2 separate regions of the Hordeum vulgare genome follow, and region 2 is linked to region 1. The links are chromatin contacts, called in public Hi-C maps. All regions are on one chromosome and are shown on one strand. Each heading gives the region's core, a stretch centred on a gene start, on an enhancer-like site or on the middle of the called end of the contact. The rest is flanking DNA. Distances are from core to core; before and after follow the strand shown.

Evidence for each region. Hi-C and Micro-C count contacts between places; a contact is called where the count stands out from the background.
Region 2: a contact with region 1 is called in a Hi-C map of leaf, with 2.3 times the contacts expected there. The contact joins the promoter of LOC123395514 here to the promoter of LOC123397516 in region 1. A contact is called at or near these places in 3 of 6 Hi-C or Micro-C datasets (leaf and seedling).

Annotation. Positions count from the first base shown.
Region 1 is chr5H:70,378,979-70,383,940 of MorexV3_pseudomolecules_assembly, forward strand. LOC123397516 (cytochrome P450 81Q32-like) reads left to right here and starts at 3,358. Exons shown (of 2, transcript XM_045092046.1): 1 at 3,358-4,433; 2 at 4,532-4,962. The coding sequence starts at 3,516.
Region 2 is chr5H:70,579,683-70,585,027 of MorexV3_pseudomolecules_assembly, forward strand. LOC123395514 (cyclin-A3-2-like) reads right to left here and starts at 2,834. Exons shown (of 7, transcript XM_045090516.1): 1 at 2,235-2,834; 2 at 1,876-2,108; 3 at 1,634-1,786; 4 at 1,497-1,530; 5 at 1,236-1,385; 6 at 1,004-1,138; 7 at 524-915. The coding sequence starts at 2,588. The coding sequence ends at 844.

The DNA of each region.
Region 1 (4,962 bases), core at 2,108-4,607:
TAGCTACCTTGCCCATCGAATACAAGTTTGGGTGTATCGTACCAATGCTATCAGTGAGCTCCCTAATCTTATTCTTCCTCGCCCTCCACACTGCCTTATTTTGAAAGAACTTTGTATTTCTAACACCCTCCCTGAGCCATGTAATTCTTGATTGTCGTAGCCACATCATCTCTTCTTGGTACAACAATTCATTCATCTTGTGAGTCACCCTTTGTATGTCCTACGTGTTTGCGTTCATGCATGGCTCTTCTAACTGAGATCTACACTTGGCCAATTCCCTCGTAACGTTGCCAAACTTCATACTCCATGATTTTAGGGCCATCATAGTCTTGCGTAAAGCCTCTTGTAACTCAGCCATGTTTTGGTTAACTCAAAAGATATTAAATAAAGCAGACTAAAAAATAAAAAAGTCGTATATACAAAAAGTAGTGAGTATTTGAAAAAGGTTCATAGTATTATAAATATTGGCATATATTTAAAAGAAATATTTACTATATATTGTTAAATTATACAACAGCAACAATAAAGATTTTAGTCTCAAACAAGTTGGGGTAGGCTAGAAGTGAAACTCATCAGATCTCGCGATCAACTCATGGTTCTCGCACATGGATGGCAACCTTCCACTCATCCCTGTCCACGACAAGTTTTTTGGTGATACTTGAGTCCTTCGGATCTCTCTTTAGAGACTCCTTCCATGTCAAGTTTGTTCTATCGCGGCTTCTTTCGACATTATCAGCACACTTTAGCCATCCGCTATGCATTGAAGCTTCTGGAGACCTTCATCAAACAAGCCCAAAACATCTCAGACGATGTTTGGAAAGCTTTTCTTCAATCGGTGTTTACCCAACTCTATTTGTATATCAAAATTCTGGACTTGGTCCTTTCTTGCATGGCCACACATCCATCTCAACATACGCATCTTCGCCATGTCTAAATGCTACGCATGTCGCCTTTTAATCGGCCAACACTCAGCGTTATAGAACATTGTGGGTCGAACCACCGTTCTATAGAACTCGCCTTTTAGTTTTTAGTGGCACTCTCTTGTCACACAGAATGCGACAAGCTTAGCGTCACTTCATCCATCCAGTTTTAATTTGATGGTTTGTGTCGATATCCCCGTTCTTTTGAAACATTCACTCCAAATATTAAAAGATGTCCGTGTGAGAAAACCAAATCTAGAAAAAAACTAAAAACTGAAACCAAAAAGCACAATGAAAAGAAAAACAAAAAACAAAGCTAGGACACAATGCGCGAGTTTCGAATGGGCCGGCTCATTTTACTGTTTACTTCAGTGAAGTCGCGCCTATATGATGCGCGCGTCTTCAATGAAAATATAAGCTCGTCGACATGACCTAACCAAACATGACACATAAACCGTATAAATAAAGTATACTTTACCAGATTATGAGCCTTGACATTTGAGGTTCTAAATTCAAGGCTAAAGAAACAGACTACAAAATCTCTAGCTCTAGCAACCATTTCTCAAGTTACAACACCAAAACTAGCTCCGGTATACCTTTCTTTATAGCATCAATTAGCACCTTGTAATCCGAAGCAATCGAGATCCTTGGAAAATAGGTACCGATTATCTGCGAGAGTTTGAGCCTCTCTATTAGCGCAAAAACTTGAGGATTACTGATATATATATATATATATATATATATATATATATATATATATATATATATATATATATATATATATATATATATATATATATATATTTTAACGAAAGCAAAACGTTTGTTTCATTGATTAATTAAGAAAAAAAGAATTATTCAGTTAATTTATGGAAAAAACGAATGAAAATTGATACAAACAATTCATAAGTGTTCTATCCACAAAACACGAAACTGAAACCCTCGACACAGATTATTGATATTGTTGAAAGCCACCTCTGAGGCTCACCGGAAAGGTCTCGTTTCGTTCGTACAAATGGCCCCACAGCCCCGAAAGATCCATCTCTTTGTCACTGAAGCATCAACATTAGCTAGTTAGCGCGACGGAAGTTAACTCTAGCGTTCAATCCAATCCAATGGATCCAAGGCGTTTTGCTCTGCGGCATCTCCAAAGAGACGAAAAATTGATTCTACAGCGCATTACGCCGAGAAAGAGACCTTGACTTAAAAAGAGAAAAAGAAAACCTGAATCCAATTAGACTAGTATAAGAGTATCAAACGTCCAGTAATGCTATCCGATCATTACGTGGTCACAAAAATTCGATTTAGATGGACCTCTTAAACCTGTCTCAAACGTCCGGGCTGACCGACACACCTCATTTTCAGCTCAAATATAGGATGGATGTGGGGAGCCTGGACATGCCCGTCACGTCGGACCCGACAACCAGACCCGAAACCCTTCCTCCTCCTCCCGTCGTCCGCCAACATTTCCCTTGCCCAACCCCTCGCCGTCCGGCACCCTTGCTCTCCTTCGACACCACCTGTCCCGATCTGCCGCCATGATGTCTTCCACCCTGTCCTCGACCGTCGCGAGGGAGACGCAGTCCGCCTCGTCCGTCGACATCCCTTCCTCCGCTTTGTCTTGCAAGCCGAAGAACATCGCCCGTAAGTTACACCGTCACCTGCAGCGACAGAGGGAGACGGAGTTGGCTCAAGTTCCCACCAATTCACTGGATTGAACGATGATGATGATGATGTTGTCATCACCAATGAAAAAGGTACGGTGCCAAAGGATAATCGGTTACTCATGGGAACTAAGTGTGAGAAAGCAAGGATCTTCCGTGACGCCGTAGCTACAAAAATGGCGTCCATATGAAAGAACATTTTTCGGCAAGGGAGAGCAAGAAAGAGGAGAAATGCAAGCTTATGTGGGATGAGCAAAGGAAGAGAATGGAGTGGGATCAGACGAGGATAGAGAGGCGGCTTGGAGTTGAAGAAGCGAGTGGCGGCGATCAAATGGAACTAGAGACATGTCCGTTTGGTTGAATTATGACGTGTATGATTTTATATAAATTTAAAAGTACGGATATAAGGCACATGGATGCACATAATGAAATATGAAGAGCAATCTTGACGCGTCCACGGGCTTGTCCACATGCGTCCACCGGGGTAAGTCCGGCTGTAGATGCTCTAATCCTACCGCATTACCAATGATGAAAATGAAACAGCAGCTCATTGGTCCACGACCAATGCTACACATACATAAATTTATATGGATTTTAATACGTGAATTTTGATTGGAGATTAAGGAAATGAGGCCTGCACCCTCTTAAAAATCAGATAGCAAGTGGTTAGTTAAAAAAAATCTAATTAAATAACCTTCTATAACTCTTTGTATGTCTAGCATTTTTGATTGGTCCACGTGTGCAGACGATTCCCCATAAGTAAGTACCATGTGACGGTCATCCTCCACTCGGCAACTTCGGGGCTACTAGCCTACTACTACATGAAGATGACTCTGCCATAGCACTGTACGTGTCGTGGCAAAGGCCATGCGTTTGCTTGTCTCGAACCTGTCCACGCGGTGGTAGGGACGGACAACCGACGACACGAGCCATGGACGCCACGGACACGGAGAGAACGGCCAGCGGCGGCGTCTTCGTGCTCCTACTACTCCTCGTCGCCGGTGTCGTCGCTGTCTTTGTTAGGCTGAGGCGACGGTGGGGGGGCGGGAGCATCAGCGCGCCGAGCCCTCCATCGCTCCCGCTGCTCGGCCACCTGCACCTGCTCAAGAAGCCGCTGCACCGCTCGCTGGCCGCGCTCGCCGGGTCGGAACCGCTCCTGTCGCTGCGTCTGGGCGCGCGCCGGGCGCTGGTCGTGTCCACATACGCGGCCGCCGAGGAGTGCTTCACGGCGCACGACGCCGCGCTGGCGGGCCGGCCGCGGATGCTCGCCGCGGAGCACCTAGGGTACGGGCGCACCACCGTCGTCTGGGCCTCCCACGGTGGCCACTGGCGAGGCCTGCGCCGGTTCCTCAACGTCGAGCTCTTCTCGACCTCCCGCCTCGCCGCGCTCGCCGGTGACCGCCACGCCGAGGTCGCGTCCCTCGTCCAGAACCTGCTCCACGACGCCAACGCTAGCGCCGGGGGTGGGACTGTTATCCTCCGGCCCAGGCTCTTCGAGCTGGTGCTAAACGTGATGCTGCGCGCGCTCACCGCGCGCCGGCTTGCCGGCGACGTCCGTAGGATCCAGGAGATCGTCGAGGAGACGTTTGCGGTGAGCGGCGCGCCCAGCATCGGGGACTTCTTCCCGGCGCTTCGCTGGGTCGACCGTCTCCGCGGCGTCGAGGCGGCGCTTGTAAGCCTGCAGACAAGGCGTGACGCGTTCGTCGGTGCCCTCATCGATGGCCACCGGCGAATGCGCAATGCCGGTGGCCGGGACGTGGAGAAGAAGGGCGTAATCGACGTGCTCTTGGAGCACCAAGAGGCTGATCCCGGGTATTACACTGACACCGTCGTCAAGGGCATCGTCCTGGTGAGTAGCGTATTTTGCAAACTTCATGCGTGACACCACCACCACCACCGTGTGTGCCATTTGGCGATCTGTGACAGCAACATGGTACCGACATTCAGGTACTGCTCACCGCCGGCACCGACACATCGGCGCTGACCACGGAGTGGGCGATGGCGCTGCTTCTGAAGCACCCAGAGGTGATGCGGAAGGCGAGGGCTGAGATAGACGCCAACATCGGCATGGGCCGACTGGTTGAGGAGTCAGACATCACCAACCTACCTTACCTGCAGTGCGTTGTCAAGGAGACCCTCCGGCTCTGCCCTGTCGGCCCAATTATCCCTGCGCACGAGGCCATGGAGGACTGCACGGTGGGTGGCTTTCATGTCCAGCGCGGCACGATGATCCTCGTGAACGCATGGGCGATCCACCGGGACGCCAAGATATGGGATGCGCCAGAGGAGTTCAGGCCGGAGCGCTTCATGGATAGAGACACGGTCACCACGCCCATGCTGCCGTTCGGGTTTGGTCGGAGGCGATGCCCCGGGGAGGG
Region 2 (5,345 bases), core at 1,584-4,083, 200 kb after region 1:
CGTCTGCAATCACCTGGTCTGCATATTGCTCAGTAGATGTGTTTTGGATCTCAATAAACGTTGTTTAGTGTGCCATCAAATTTATAACAAGTCATTCAGAAGTGAACACCTTATAGTCAGCAAATGGGTTGATCATTCATTGGAAATGACTCAGGCCTCTAGGATTTTTATTCAATAAAGAATGTTCAGCTAACAAGCTATCAAGATGATACTTACATAGTGAAAGACAAACATCATGCCAAGTACTCCCTCCATTCCTAAATATAAGTCTTTTTAGAAGTTTCACTAGAGGAGTACATATGGATGTATATAGACACATTTTAGATTGTAGATTCACCCAGTTTGCTCCGTATGTAGTCCCCTAATGGAATCTCTAAAAAGACTTACATTTAGAAATGGAGGGAGTATGATTATTCATGCAAGCTATGTTATTTAGGCCTATCTCTAATACAACCCCTTGGTAGAAAGGTAGGTCATAGGTACTGTAAGCACACTCACAGGTAATGAATCAAAAGAAAAAGAATCAGCAAAGGCAATGGATCAACATATATCAAACATTACAGATATGTGGCCAAACAGACCAAGGCACAATGTTCTAAGATATAATACACAAGTACAATTCTACAAAAGAAGAGAATGCCTGGCCTCCTACTTGTGATAAGCCTAGCTCCTAAATGAATTTGAAAAGCTCCTGGTTAGGCTTTAAAACCTCCAGCGTCTAAACAGCTTCCAGCATTCTAACTTGTCTGAGAACCTGCTCTGAAACTGTAATCCTCCCTTATCCCAAGGAGCTCAAGATGAGCTCGGAGTTATTAGCTTTACAGTGGAGCGGTCCAGGAACAGCTATTCTGTTAAGTCTTGGAAGTATGATGCAGGGATCTCGACAGGAGGAAGCAACATCGATACACATTTGAACTGTCGCAAATGATTAGAGTATTAGATCAAACAATACAAGTATAACAACATGAGAAGAATATTACATAACTGCTGGAGTTGAGCATACCCTGTGTTGCTTATACTTGTCCCGAATTGCTGGTAATGATGGACCTTTTCTGTTGAGCTGCAAATCATGTATGGCTATAATGCAATCCTTCAGCTCTGATGCCCCGTAGCCCGTCAGTTTATGCATTTCCTTGCCCTGCAACCACATAATCACAGGATAGCTTTAGCTTTGACAACTTTCAAATGTCGAAAGCAACATTCAAAGCTTTGACATTCTACGTCTCCACTCTTACCCAAGGATTAGTGTCTGGTCCAATGGTCAGCCTAGCAAGAAAAATTGATGAAGCTGCAACCACTGATGGCAAGAACCGGAGACAGCTGTAGTCCAGAAGACTCAGCTCAGCAAGATAGCTACCCATGAACTCCAGTAATAAGCTGGAGCGCTGTGACAAGCATGCAAAAATAACTTCAGGCATCCACACACATAAGCAGTTGAGGAAGAATTAAACCAGATGGGTCCAATATGGAGGATTTAAAGGATTGGTAGTAGTCACCTTCTTGTCTTCTGGTCCAGATCTTGTAAACCGCCTGAAATAAGCAAAACATGGGGGGGAATGCACAAAGATTCAGTTAGACACAGAATGAAAATAGGCAGAGATTATGAACTATTGGATCAGTGACAGTATGCCACCTAATGAAGGTCTTGATGGTCGGACTGCCTATCTCGAAGTTGAGGAGCTTGAGTATGTCGCTCTCCATGGTGAGGAGCTCCTGCCTGGTGTAGGTGTTGTCAGTGATGTAGCAGAAGTCCTCCACATGCGGGGGGCTGATCTCCTCGTACTTCCTGCAACCACCCCAAAGCCAACCCTACTCAATCAATCCTCAAAATCTCTTCGGACCCTTCAAGGCATTGGAACGGGAGGCTGCGCTTACGAGGCAATGAGCATTGCGGCGACGCCAAGGAGCTGCAGCCTGTTGCGGCTGAGCGGGTTGGCGGAGAGGAAGCGGTCGACATAGGAGACGGTGAGGTAGAGCGTGTCGGCGACGAGCTTGTACTCCTCGGCGACCTCGACGAGCCAGTCGATTAGGATAGCCCGCATGTTGGCCGTCACGTCGGTCTGCACCGTCTCGATGTAATCCGCCGCCGGCCGGCGCGGCGCCTCCACCTGCACACCCACATTTGGACGAACCAACGATTAGACCTCAGAGCAGTGGTTCCCACCTAACCCCAGCGCCAGCGGATCGAGGCATCCGACGGCCAGGAATGGAGATCGGGAATGGGAGTGCCGTACCTCCATAGTGCGGAGGTAGGTGTAGATGTCGGAGGCGTAGGACCCGCTGAGCTGGGCCTCGCCGCGGCCCCCGCCGCCGCTGACCTCCTCCCCGGCGGGGGACGGCGAGGTGGACGCGCACCTGCTCACGTCCCCGTGCTCGTCCTCCCCCTCGGCCGCAGCCGCGGGCTTGGCGGGCTTGGACGGCTGGCGGAGGGCGACCCCCGCGTTGGAGACGATGGGGAGCTCGCTGAGCGCCACCCGCTTCCGCTTGGCGCCGCCGGAGGGCCCCGCGGAGCAGGTGGCGGCGCGCTTGGCCGCGGCACGGGTGAGCCGGGGGCCCGCCGCGGGGGCCGCGTTCTCCTTGTCGGCCATGGTCGGCGGGCTGGTGCTCACCGGGGTAGGGCTTTGGGATTCGGTGCGCGGCGGGGGAGGTGGGAGGCGGGAGGCGGAGGCGGTTATGTAGAGAGGATTGGAGGAATGGGAGGGAAGATGGCCGCCAAAACACGCGAATTCGAAGAGGAGGAGGGAGAAGAAGCCCGCGCGGCGCTGGGTTGAGCTCTGGTCTGGTTTCGCTTGGTGGGATTGGAGAAATTTGGGGGATTTTGGGCGAGTGGAGCGCACGTGCTGGCGAGAGGTGGGCGGTAAAAGTTTTAAAATAATGCGGAAATCCCGCGGCGCCTGCCAGCTCCCCCCCTCCCAAATCGTACTGGGCCTTCCGCGTTCCAGCACGAAACAGCACACTCCTCCCAATAGGGTTTTTTCTTTTCCTGGCCCAGTATTCTTTCGGCCGCGAAATTGTATTTCGGTGGCGATGTCATCGTTGTTAAAATATTACTGTTCTCTTTCTTTTTGCGAGAGACTGCGAGTTTTTTTTCATGTGGTTCTTTATTTTATGTTTTTTGCAGGATAAAAGAGTTTTATTCCTCTGAAATAGTGTTACAATCTGTTAAAATAAGATGTGTGGTATTGTCTGGAACACGGCGCAACCAACAGATGGTGCTACCTCGAGAGCAACCTATATTAGCTAGACTATGAGCAACTTTATTTTAAAGACGATCAATCTTCTGCGGAATAAAACCACACGATTTCAAAAGCTTCTTGATTTCCATCATAAGATGATCGTAAGCAGATCGTTGGAGAGAGCCATCTGTAAGCGCCGCCACCACGATGGAGCTATCAGATTGAATCATTATAGGAAGATCAGAATGTTGCACACTGAAAGAGACTCCTTCGAGGACAGCACTCATTTCGGACTCAGGGGCATCCTTGCAATGGTATAGATAGGACTGCGCCTTCCGAGTCTGTCGGAATCATACATGAACCTGCCCTCTCGGTTTCCTTTACAAAAGCTCCATCCACCGATAAGGCCACCCAACCTAGAGGTGGTTTTGGCCATGGTTTGATTTCCTTGTGAATGAGAACCGAGCAGCTCGGCGTGTCGACTACGGGCATCTTCCATTTGAGTATGTCTTCCATACCATACCTTTGAGTGTGGCTATACGAACTCAAGTAGCTTAGGATGAATGATCGTGAGATCTCTGGTGGAGGGATCATCTTGTCATGAAGCATATCATTACGCAAACTTCAAATCCGCCATAGCAGGATAATGATCATAGCACGAACTTCCTCGTTGTGGTCGGTCAGGATGCCGAACAGACATTCCTTGCCCGTATCCACAAGCTTCTCCTTAGCCTGCAGCGGCCAGTCTTGTCGCATCAAATCCCAAAGCTCCAGATATTTTGGGCAGATCACCAGGGCATGGAAGGAACTATCCTCCATCGCACCACACACCTGACATGCAGCCTGCACTGGGATATGGTGTCTAGCTTTGCATTCATTTGTTGGCAACGCATCTACAACCACTCTTCACGCAAAGGAACACATTTTGTTTGGAACTTTGCCGTGCCAGATAAGGTTCCACCAAGGGCAATCTCCTTCAGACCTCGCGCTGCAAGCACCATTCCCATTAGTCTGCATGTGCTCTTGCATGGCTAGGTGGTAAGCGGACTTAACACTAAACTGGCCGAACTTACCAGGGAACCAGGATATGAAATCCTCCTCTTGACTTGGGGAGGTTCTGATTGCTCGAATTACTTGCTCATCAGCTGGGGTAAAGAAAGTGTTCAGAAACACGATATCCCGGCTCCCATTGCCCTGGAGGAAATTTGAAACTTTGTTCAGCCGACAATGCCCTTTAGAAGCGATTGGCCTTAAGGATGGGCCTCTTGGAGCCCACGGATTCTTCCACGCTTTAATCATCTTCCCGCTGCCCACTCGCCAAATCATGCCTTTCTTGATTAGTTCCAAACCATGTTCAATTCCACGCCATATAGCACACGCGTTACCTGTAAATACCATGTCGACCAATCTGCCCATAGGATAATATTTAGCAATGAGAAGCCGTGCAACCAACCTTCCTGGATTCATGAGAAGTCTCCAAGCTTGCTTGGCCACGAGGGCCTGGTTGAAAGCCCTCATATCTCGAAAGCCCATGCCTCCCATAGACTTCGGCAATATCATTTTATCCCATGAGACCCATGCCATCTTCCTCTTTCCCTCTTCGACCCCCACCAATATTGCCTAATGAGACGAGTCAATTCATCACAAACTGACAGGAGTTACTTGAACACGCTCATAGTATATGTAGGTATTGCTTGTGCTACAACTTTTTATGAGAATTTCCTTGCTCGCCATAGACATATATCTCTCACTCCAATCTTCAAATCGTTTAGCTAATTTCGCTAGCAAGGGCTGTAAAATACCCTTACTCATTCTGCCTTTTGGAATCGGTAAGCCCAAATACTTGGGGTCGAACACCTCCTGTGTTATATCAAGAATGCTCTTTATGCTATCGAAGATATACATTTGACAATTGTCGAAGAATAAGATGGAGCACTTGACCGGGTTTATAAGTTGTCCCGTCGCACTTGCATGCGTGCTCAACGCCTCTTTGACAATCATAGCTTGGTCAGGTCTCGCTTTAAAGGAAAGGAGGGTATCATCTGCAAATAATAGATGGGATATTGTCGGCGCCCTTCTGCAGATTTTCAGAGCTTCCAATCCCTCATCACGTATAGCTTTATTCAACAAAGCAAAGAGAGCATCAGCCACAAATAGGAACAAAAAAGG